Linked DNA regions of Triticum aestivum: region 2 is linked to region 1. A link is a contact called in public Hi-C data. All regions are on one chromosome and are shown on one strand. Each heading gives the region's core, a stretch centred on a gene start, on an enhancer-like site or on the middle of the called end of the contact. The rest is flanking DNA. Distances are from core to core; before and after follow the strand shown.

Region 1 (4,433 bases), core at 1,104-3,603:
GAGAGTACGCAAATTGCGAAACATACCTTTACAGAAAAGAGAATTGCAAGTACAAGACAACTATCATTCGTTGCGTACACTAGTTTTATAAATTTGTAGAATGAAACTCGGTCAATTTTTCTTGTAGAATCCAGACCATTTATCAGACCGAGATCTAGTGACTGACCCCTAGCCAGTCACGCCGTAACTGGCGGGAAACCAGCCGTTGGATGAAGGATGGAAAGCCCGGATCAAACGCTGTAGCAAAATACCGTAGGAGACACTGTACATGAAGCACTGAAGCTCATCCACTGTGGACGAATTCCTCTAGACGGGTTACTGTACCTAGGGTACTGTTCACACAGATCTGTCCATAAATTCTTGACCAGACGGTGTAGAGAAGGGGACAAGGCACCATACTGTTCACCGGTGACTCGTCAACAATAAGTCACCGGATCTCAGTCCCCATTTATCCAATCATCCTTATGGTTTAGTTTCAGGTTGTTAAATTGTGATGATCTTGTTTTCTAATGTGTTGTGACTTGTGAAGAAGGTAAGTAAGAATGTAAACAAAAAATGTCAGCTTATTAGAATAAATAAGACCAAGTCTAGTCTAGTTATTTAAATGGGGTTATCATAAACTTACAAACGGGTCTAAGTTGCCTAATTCAAAGTTCTTATTTTTACTTGTAGGCCGGCATCCATGTTTAATTATTATAAACTACCGCACATCCTAACTAATCATGAACCGGGATGTGCACTGCTAATCTTTTTGGGGACTGCGATTCATAAGAAATGACTAGAGCTGAGCACCAATGAACTTCTCTGATTTCGGACTAGGGATCCAATCACGAACAAGGATGCAAGCGGACCGTCGTGGACCATCCGTGAATGGTTTGCTTGCATCCCTGTTTCGGATGATAATAAAACACCTCTCTAGTTTCGGCTTAAGAGAACTTCTTTAAGTTTCGGTCCGTGTCGAGGTTCAGATACATGTACATCTAAAAAAAATGGTTCAGATCACTCGAAAAAAAGATTCAGATATAGCTATACGTATATAGGGAAAATATCTGATGCATCAAAGCTTATGATGCTACCAGTGCATCGAACTCACATTATGCTTTTAAAATGTTCAAAAATTTCTGAAAAAAATTAGCACACAGACACACACCTGTTTTCCGGTGTAGATCTCGGATGAAGAATCCTCCGTGCTTTCGTCGGAAGCCGTGGCAGGAGAGTACCCGGCCCGGAGTCTGGACGCCGGGCTTCCTCTGCCGACCTGCGGCGGCTGCTTCTTCTGCTGCTGCACTATGAGGTGCGGAGCCACGCGCTGCGGGTACAGGCTCGGCGGCCTCATCATTTCCCTCCGGCCCTTGATGCTGCCCTGCCGCGGGTACATGTCGCCCTCCGCCTCCGCCCACATCGGCTACAAAATCACCGGAACCTGCTGTGACTCTGGAGTCTGGACTACTCCGTTGAGCACGCTGAAATGGATGGAAAGAACGAAGTGTCTATGGAGACTTACATTATTCCGTACGCCATTCTGCGAACTGACGGCCCCATCGTCGGCGTCCGTCGAGGCTTCCTCGTAGCCGGTGTTCTCGTACTCGTCGGCGTGCTGTCCGGTGGTGAATACAAGCTCTGGGGGAGGAGGCGGCGGCGTCATCCGTGGCGCCTCGCCGGCTTCGAGGATCTTCTTTAGGTAGAGCGCGTAGGCCTTGCAGTTCACGTCCAGCACCATCTCGTACTCGCGCTCCAGGCCCCTCATCTCGTGCGCCTGGGCGCCGCTCATCAGCGACAGCACCCTCATCGCCGACAGCGCCACTGTCTCGTCGGATCTTTCCTCGTCGCCCTGCGCCGCGGAAGCCACGGCGGCGACGGCCGACGCGCGGCGCGTGGCGAAGTGCCGCATGACGGCGAGGAGGCGCGGCGCGAAGAGCGCCTCGAATGCCGCGGGCGCGAGCTCGTGGCGCGCGAGCGCGGGGTCGAGGACGAAGAGGTCGAGCACGGCGGACGCAGCGGAAGGCGCCCCGCCGCGTCGTCGCGCTGCCGACGCGATAGCGGAGAGGAGGCAGGAGAGCGGGGTGGCCGCGGGGAGGGACAGCAGCAGCCGCTCGGCGGCGCGGAGCGACGACGGCGACGGCGAGGCGGACGGTACCGTGTCTAGCGCGTCCGATATGAGCGACAGCGCCTGGAGCGTCGCGGCCGTGTGCTGCCCCCCGCTGCCGTCCGCGGCGGCTGCGGCGGAGAGGAGGTGGCGCCGGAGGAGCGGGTCGGCGATGAGCTCCGCGAGGAACGCCGAGGCGTGCGCCACGACGGCGGAGTACGTCGGCGTAGGCCCTGCCATGCTTGCCTTCTCTCGCGTCGCGTGCCGTGCAGCCCGCGCTGAGCAGGACACTCGGTGGTGGGGATGGTTTTGTTTCGATAACCTTGGACTCAGATGCAGACGACGGAGAGGACGAAATGGCCGAAAAGGGCAGGCGTTCTTGGTTGGTGGGACAGAGAGGAGGAGGGGTAGGATGGGGATTTGGCGTCCTGTGGGATTTAAATTATGGCGGGAGGAGGACTGGGTCGGGCTGGGTTCCCGGCCGGCAGCGGTCGGCAGGTAGCGCGCGACGGCGCGACGCGTGGAGAGTCAGAGAGACGGGCCGTTCGTCCGGCGAAAAGGACCGTTTTGGAGTTGCTAAACCTTTGGCAGTAGCGAGAAAGTCAAATCATCATCTCTTCTTTTTGACAGTCCATCGGATCATCTTCTTACTTAAATACGTGGGATTTTTGTTACAATCGTTGTGACAAATGTTTGATGGGGGTGGCTTTCAGTCATTGTCACCATTCACCAAAAACCTTCGAAGAGAAGGACTCGCCAATTGGAGCAAATGGAGAAAACAATGAGACAACGAAGTCACCAACCATAAGAGCAACTTCAACGGGGCTACCTAAACGGACGCGCATTTTGTCCGCCTTTTATTTGTTTGGGTCGACCAGGCGGACGTACGCATCCGCATTTTAAAATGGGTCGGTTTGACCACCCAACGGGGAGGCCGACCCAAATGTGCCGCCATGGAAAAATAATAATAAGTTACACGAAATAAACATAAATAAACAATGGTGCGGCAGCGTGACATCAGGGTACGGCAATGGCTGCCTGTATTTCTAATGCCACCGCGTTTGATGCACCAGGATGTGTAGGCGCCGGCGACCAGGGCGGAAACGCGTCGCCGCCGGAGGAGGAGGAGGGGGAAGGGGAGCACGGGAGGACGAGGCGCGGGGGGTGCCCTTGCCCTTGCCCTTGCCATTGCAGCTGCCGAAGAGGCCCATGGCTAGGGTTTGCGGTCGCCGGCGAGGAAGTAAAGGGAGTGGTGGTGGGGGGAGGGCAGATGTGGAAGGGAGAAGTGGATGAGGCCGACCCCGCCGCACGCGTGGTTAAAAAAGGACGCTTCCATTAACTGACGCGTGGGCCCGCTGTCGGTGATCGTCATAAATAAGACAACCGGTGGCGGTTGGGTGGCCGCCAGGTGGGGACACGGCGGACGGCGAGGAGACGCGCGGCGCGTACGCTTCGCGTCCACGCCGACGCATTCCAGACGCAATTTTGAACCAGAAATGGGTCGACGCGGACGCCAGACGGACATGATTTGAGTTTGGGTCGGCGTGTTGGGCCGCCACTTTTGTCCGCGCCGACCCAAACAGAGGCGGGCGGACGAAATGAGTCGCCCCATTGAAGTTGCTCTAATATACCTTCATCTGCAAGATTTTTGTTAGTACTTCGAATTAGGATATTTATTGGAGCGTGAAAAGACCATTTGATGTTGCACATAGAAGGTTGGAAAAATGATGGAGTTGTTCATTTTAGTTGTGCTTCTTCCAAGTGCTCTTCAGTAAGTACTTTTTCCAAGTTTCAATTCATATTAGTTGTCGCTTAAACAAATGTATTTAGCACTGAAATAAATCTAGATATATCTGTTTCAACGACAAATAATATAGATAGGAGGGAGTACACCTTTTGATGTATGTGATCGACCGACTCTTTGGGGACTCATCCTCTTGCTCCTCACTAGTGCGATGCGCGTGCGCCAGGGGAGCCCTAGCTCAGTTGCTCATGTTAGACATAACTAGATGATGTCCCGCGCGTTGCCGCGGAAAGCATATTAAACCAATGCATAAATAGGTGCTTAAAACCAATGAAAAACAAATGTAAGAGTTTTAAATATTTAAGATAAAACATAAAAGAAGTGTGTGACAAAATGATGTATAAAAGAGAAAAAGATCCCCCAAAAAAAGAAGACATGATTGCTGAAGTGGCGAAGTTTGAGTTGATAGATTAATGCAAAATTATGAGTACATGCATGCGTTGGAAAATAAAGACATGCATGACTAATGAGTGGCATGATTTACATTAATGCAAAAAAGTAACTTATGAGCACATGCATGACTTCTTGATGCCACACAATTTT
Region 2 (4,351 bases), core at 404-2,903, 160 kb after region 1:
ATCATGTTATTTGCATAGAAGTTACTGTGGTATGTTTCATTGACTCCCTCCCAACCCCAACCTCACCGACAAAGTTACCATGACCGGGTACATAATTTAATGTTTATGATGTGTGAGTTATCATACTATTTGCATAGAAGTTATCGTGGTATATTTGTTTCAACGACTCCCTCACTGCGGCCCATCCGACAAAGTTACCAGGACTGGTACATAATTTATCATGTTTATGATGTGTGAGTTATCATGTTATTTGCATAGAAGTTACCGTCGTACGTTTCAACGACACCCCCACCCCGACCCCTCCGACAAAGTTTTCAGGTCTACCATGTATGAGTTATCATATTATTTGCACAGAAGTTACCGTGGCATGTTTCAGCGACTTGCCCCACCCCATCCTCGCCGACCAAGTTATCAGGACCAGGGTACATAAGCTATCAGGTCCGCCATGTTTGAGTTATCATGTTATTTGCACAGAAGTGACCATGGCATGTTTCAGCGACTTGCCCCACCCCCACCCTCGCCGACCAAGTTATCAAGAGACCGGGGTACATAAGTTATCAGGTCCGCCATGTTTGAGTTATCATGTTATTTGCACAGAAGTTACCGTGGTATGTTTCAACAACTCCCCCACCCCCACCCTCGCCGACAAAGTTTTTAGGACCGGGGTACATAAGTTATCGGGTATATGAATTTTGAGTTACCATGTTATTTACACGAAAGTTAACGGAGGATATTTCATCACCCCTCCCTCCCCGGTTGGTAAAGTTAGCAGGAACGGGGTACCTAAGCGCGGAAAAAATCGAACACTAAATTAACTCGTTTTTATGCATACGTAGTAGATGAGACATGTTAAATAGCCCATTTACTTTCTTTTGTTCAAGAAAGAGATCGTAGGTCAGATGGTAGGCTAGTTGAGTTGGCTCACTAGTGGTGCAAGGATCGAATCCTCTCTTGTTCACACCAATTTTTGCGTGAAAAAAAAATCTCGAACGAAAAAAAAATCTAGAGAGGGAAAAAATGGATTGGGAGGAAAGCAAGAAATCAGATCTGGCGAACAAAAGGATCTGGAGAGAGAAAAAATGATAAATTATGTTCGCCAGATCTACACTATAGATGGACGGCTGCACTATAGCAGTGGCCTACTTGCGGTAATCAAGTATCTACAAAATTAGCCCACCTCCAAACATAAACATGTAGTTGACTGAGATGGTCATTGGGTATAGTCAAAAATCTATAGCGAGTCTGTATGTGCGGGGTTCGATTCCTATTGCTGCTACTTTTCTGAAAAAAATGAGCCAACAATCGAGGATGACGGAAGCGTGCGTGTCTGTTGCTAACCACCAGTCGGCAGGTACTTAGCTTTCTCGTTTTGCATAAGTCAAATTTTGTAATTTTTGATCAAAATTACATTAAAAAAACAAAATTTACGATACGAAAGAAATACAGTATAAGAATATATTTTATGATGTATCTAATAATATTGATTTGATATTATGAATGTTGATTTTTTATGAATATGGACTTATTTTTTTAACTCAAGACAAAACCAATGTGCCAAGTGAAAAGAAACGGTGAGAGTACTAACATTGTACTGCATCACGTAGATGTAAGCACATACGTACATCGGTGGCGTGATTCAATTGAGTGCGTTTGGTTAAATTGCACACTATTGGGAATCCGGACAAACGGCATTAGGCCGACTATTTGATTTATTTATTCATCTCTGCAACTCGTCGTGGTCGTGGGCTCACCAACTGTTGAGCTAGGGCTCGCAGGCCTTATCGATAGCGCGGCGCAAGAAAAAAAGGAAAAAGGGAAAGCGAGACGATACACCACGCACGGGCATCCGATTATTCATGCATGGACAAGCGGCTGCTGGCTCACATGTCCGCGGCCGCGCCGTCCTCCATCTCGTCGCCGCCCTTCCCGAGCAGCGGCACGAACTTGAGCATGACTTCGACGGCGTTCTTGGCGGCGATGTCGATGAAGGTGCTGGCCTCGTTCCCGAGCGCGGAGCCTCCCCCGGCCAGGTAGGAGAGCGAGCGGATGGTGAGGAACGGCACCCCCTGCGTGTGCGCCACGAGGGCCACGGCGGCGCTCTCCATCTCCACGGGGGTGCACTCGAACTGCTTGCGGAGGAACTGGCGGTACTCGGCGTTGTCCAGGAACACGTTGGCGCTGCAGCCCTTGCTGACCCGGGTGACCCGCGGCGCGCGGGGCAGGCACGTCGTCGCGTTCACGCACGCCGGCAGCTCCATGCCCTCCAGTTTCGCCGCCAGCGCGTAGTACCGCTTGCTGGCGGGCACCCAGAACGCGTGCTGCCGCTCCTCGGGCTCGCCGGACTTGGGGAAGATCTCCTCCGGCTGGTACCAGATGCTGTTGAGCTGGTTGGCGGATAGCGCCGGGTTGCTCTGCCCCACGGTGTAGTCGGAGAAGTTGAGGAAGCCGTACTCCCGGGTGTAGTCGCCGGCGGCCTCCAGCGGTAGCTCGTTATCCTTGCCGTCGCCGAACCGCTGGCCGCCCAATCGACAAAATTTTGGTAGCACCACAAATCAAAATCCTGGACGACCATGACATGTTCACGTTTTCTAATACCAAATTTGTACTACCTGCCAGTTCCAGAGGGAAACGTGGGCCCAGTATTCGGGGATGGTGACGTCGCCGATCTGGAGGTCCTCGTTGGCGTTGCCAGCGATGCCCCAGTGGACGATGCCCTTCACCCGGAACAGGCTCAGCAGCATCTGGGTGGTCAGACCAGCGTTGAGCTGCAGTCATTGATTCCATTCCATGGTGCAACAGTTCGTTAAGTTCTGAGTATTTGTAAGATACACTGCTACACAAAATATAATGCTGTAGTATGTACGGTCTTACCATGCTCAGTCCAGTCATGACGATGACGACGCTTTGGCCTTCGATGGTTCCGAAGCGAAACCTTCGCCCTTCAAGCAAAAATCATGCGATAATGTTAGTATTTAATTATCTTTTTTTAATTATCAACGACATATGGTGTAGTTACGACCGATTTTAACTTCTATTTCCTCTGTAAAGAAATGTAAGAGCGTTTAGATGGAAGTATTATTTTTCACTTCGATCGTACAAACGTTCACTCTGCTTGCTCATGTGTGCCTGGTTAGCTCCGTCAATAGGCACATGCATCTCATGTGCTTTCATGCAAGTCCTCCATGAAACGCCCGGTCTCACCCGCGTTCCATCATCATGTGCTTTCAGGTCATGCGTAAGTGTTTCAGCACGTCCGGTCACTTCTTTCGTCTACCATTCAAATTCACTACAGTACATAATTCAGACGGTTCTCATATATGAGCAGGCTTGTTAATCAATTCAACCATATTCGTTCTGATGTTATGATATTACGAACAGGCTTGTTTCATATTACGTTTATTTCTTTGACCCAACCAAAGTGTTGACATTTCAAGCTTACGGAAAGATCATCCATCACGTAATGTTAATAGTGCCCTTTCATGTCAAGTTATTTCCGCACATGGCGCCCGTATACACGCTTGATCTGATTAGACTGAATGTACCATTTGAGTAGGAGCATCTTTACCTTGGATGTCCATGTTAGGGATGCTCTTGCTGGCCACGAAGCTGGGCGACTCGAGCACGGGGACCATCTCGTATGTTAGGAGAAGGATAATGAGATGGACACCTCGGAACACACTGGCAACCAAACCATCAATTCATCTTCTAGTACTGCCCAAGCGGAAGACATTCAAATGCCTCAGGTGCAACGACGGGAACTCGCGAGCATTGGCCTTGGTGGTGTGCCAGGAGGTGGCCCTTCAACTGTAGTCACTCCGTTCAACTCCAAGTCGGTGCAGGCCACCGGCCTCTCGGCGGGACGCCCAGACTCATCATCGGTGCACCGACAGCTAGCGGGTCAGGTGGCGTTGCAATCGTCGTCGCCAATACCGACGGTAGCGACACAGCTGGCTGCTTCCATTACGGTGCAGGACAGAGGCGACACGGCATGGGGACCGGACGGGGCTTCGAAGCACCAGAAACTAGCTGCGCTGCAGGCGGTCGCCCAGCTACCTGCTCGTGATGAGCTGGGCAAGCTGGCCCTGGCTGGGTGTGGCGCTGAAGGCCCGACCTCCCGTGTACAACCATGCATGCATACTGCGGCTGGGCGTGGTGCCGCAGGACCGGAGTGGATGCATGCACCGGCTAGCCATGGTGCTGAAAGGCCGACCTCGGGTGTGCAGCCATGCATGCACGCACCCGTGGCTGCTCTTAAGCCCCAGGTGAAGGCCATGCAACCTCCTGTTGTACAGATTGTAAAGACAGTTGACTCTACGAGTTTGGACGCCCTTCAGCTGCAGGTGGAGCCGGC

Evidence for each region. A called contact is a pair of places that touch in the nucleus more often than the background predicts.
Region 2: a contact with region 1 is called in a Hi-C map of leaf, with 2.3 times the contacts expected there. The contact joins the enhancer-like site here to the promoter of LOC123060797 in region 1. A contact is called at or near these places in 2 of 5 Hi-C or Micro-C datasets (leaf and root).

Annotation. Positions count from the first base shown.
Region 1 is chr3A:158,062,026-158,066,458 of IWGSC CS RefSeq v2.1, forward strand. LOC123060797 (putative E3 ubiquitin-protein ligase LIN) reads right to left here and starts at 2,354. Exons shown (of 12, transcript XM_044483639.1): 1 at 1,505-2,354; 2 at 1,151-1,405. The coding sequence starts at 2,326.
Region 2 is chr3A:158,225,683-158,230,033 of IWGSC CS RefSeq v2.1, forward strand. LOC123060798 (bark storage protein A) reads right to left here. Exons shown (of 5, transcript XM_044483640.1): 2 at 3,566-3,639; 3 at 2,872-2,939; 4 at 2,610-2,765; 5 at 1,608-2,513. The coding sequence ends at 1,881. Among protein-coding and RNA genes, the nearest start is that of LOC123060798, 6.9 kb to the right of the region's middle. Within about 2 kb of position 1,654, at least 1 of the 8 cell types and tissues checked has an H3K27ac peak or open chromatin away from gene starts, as enhancers often do. A contact at or near this core is called in leaf, where this site is marked.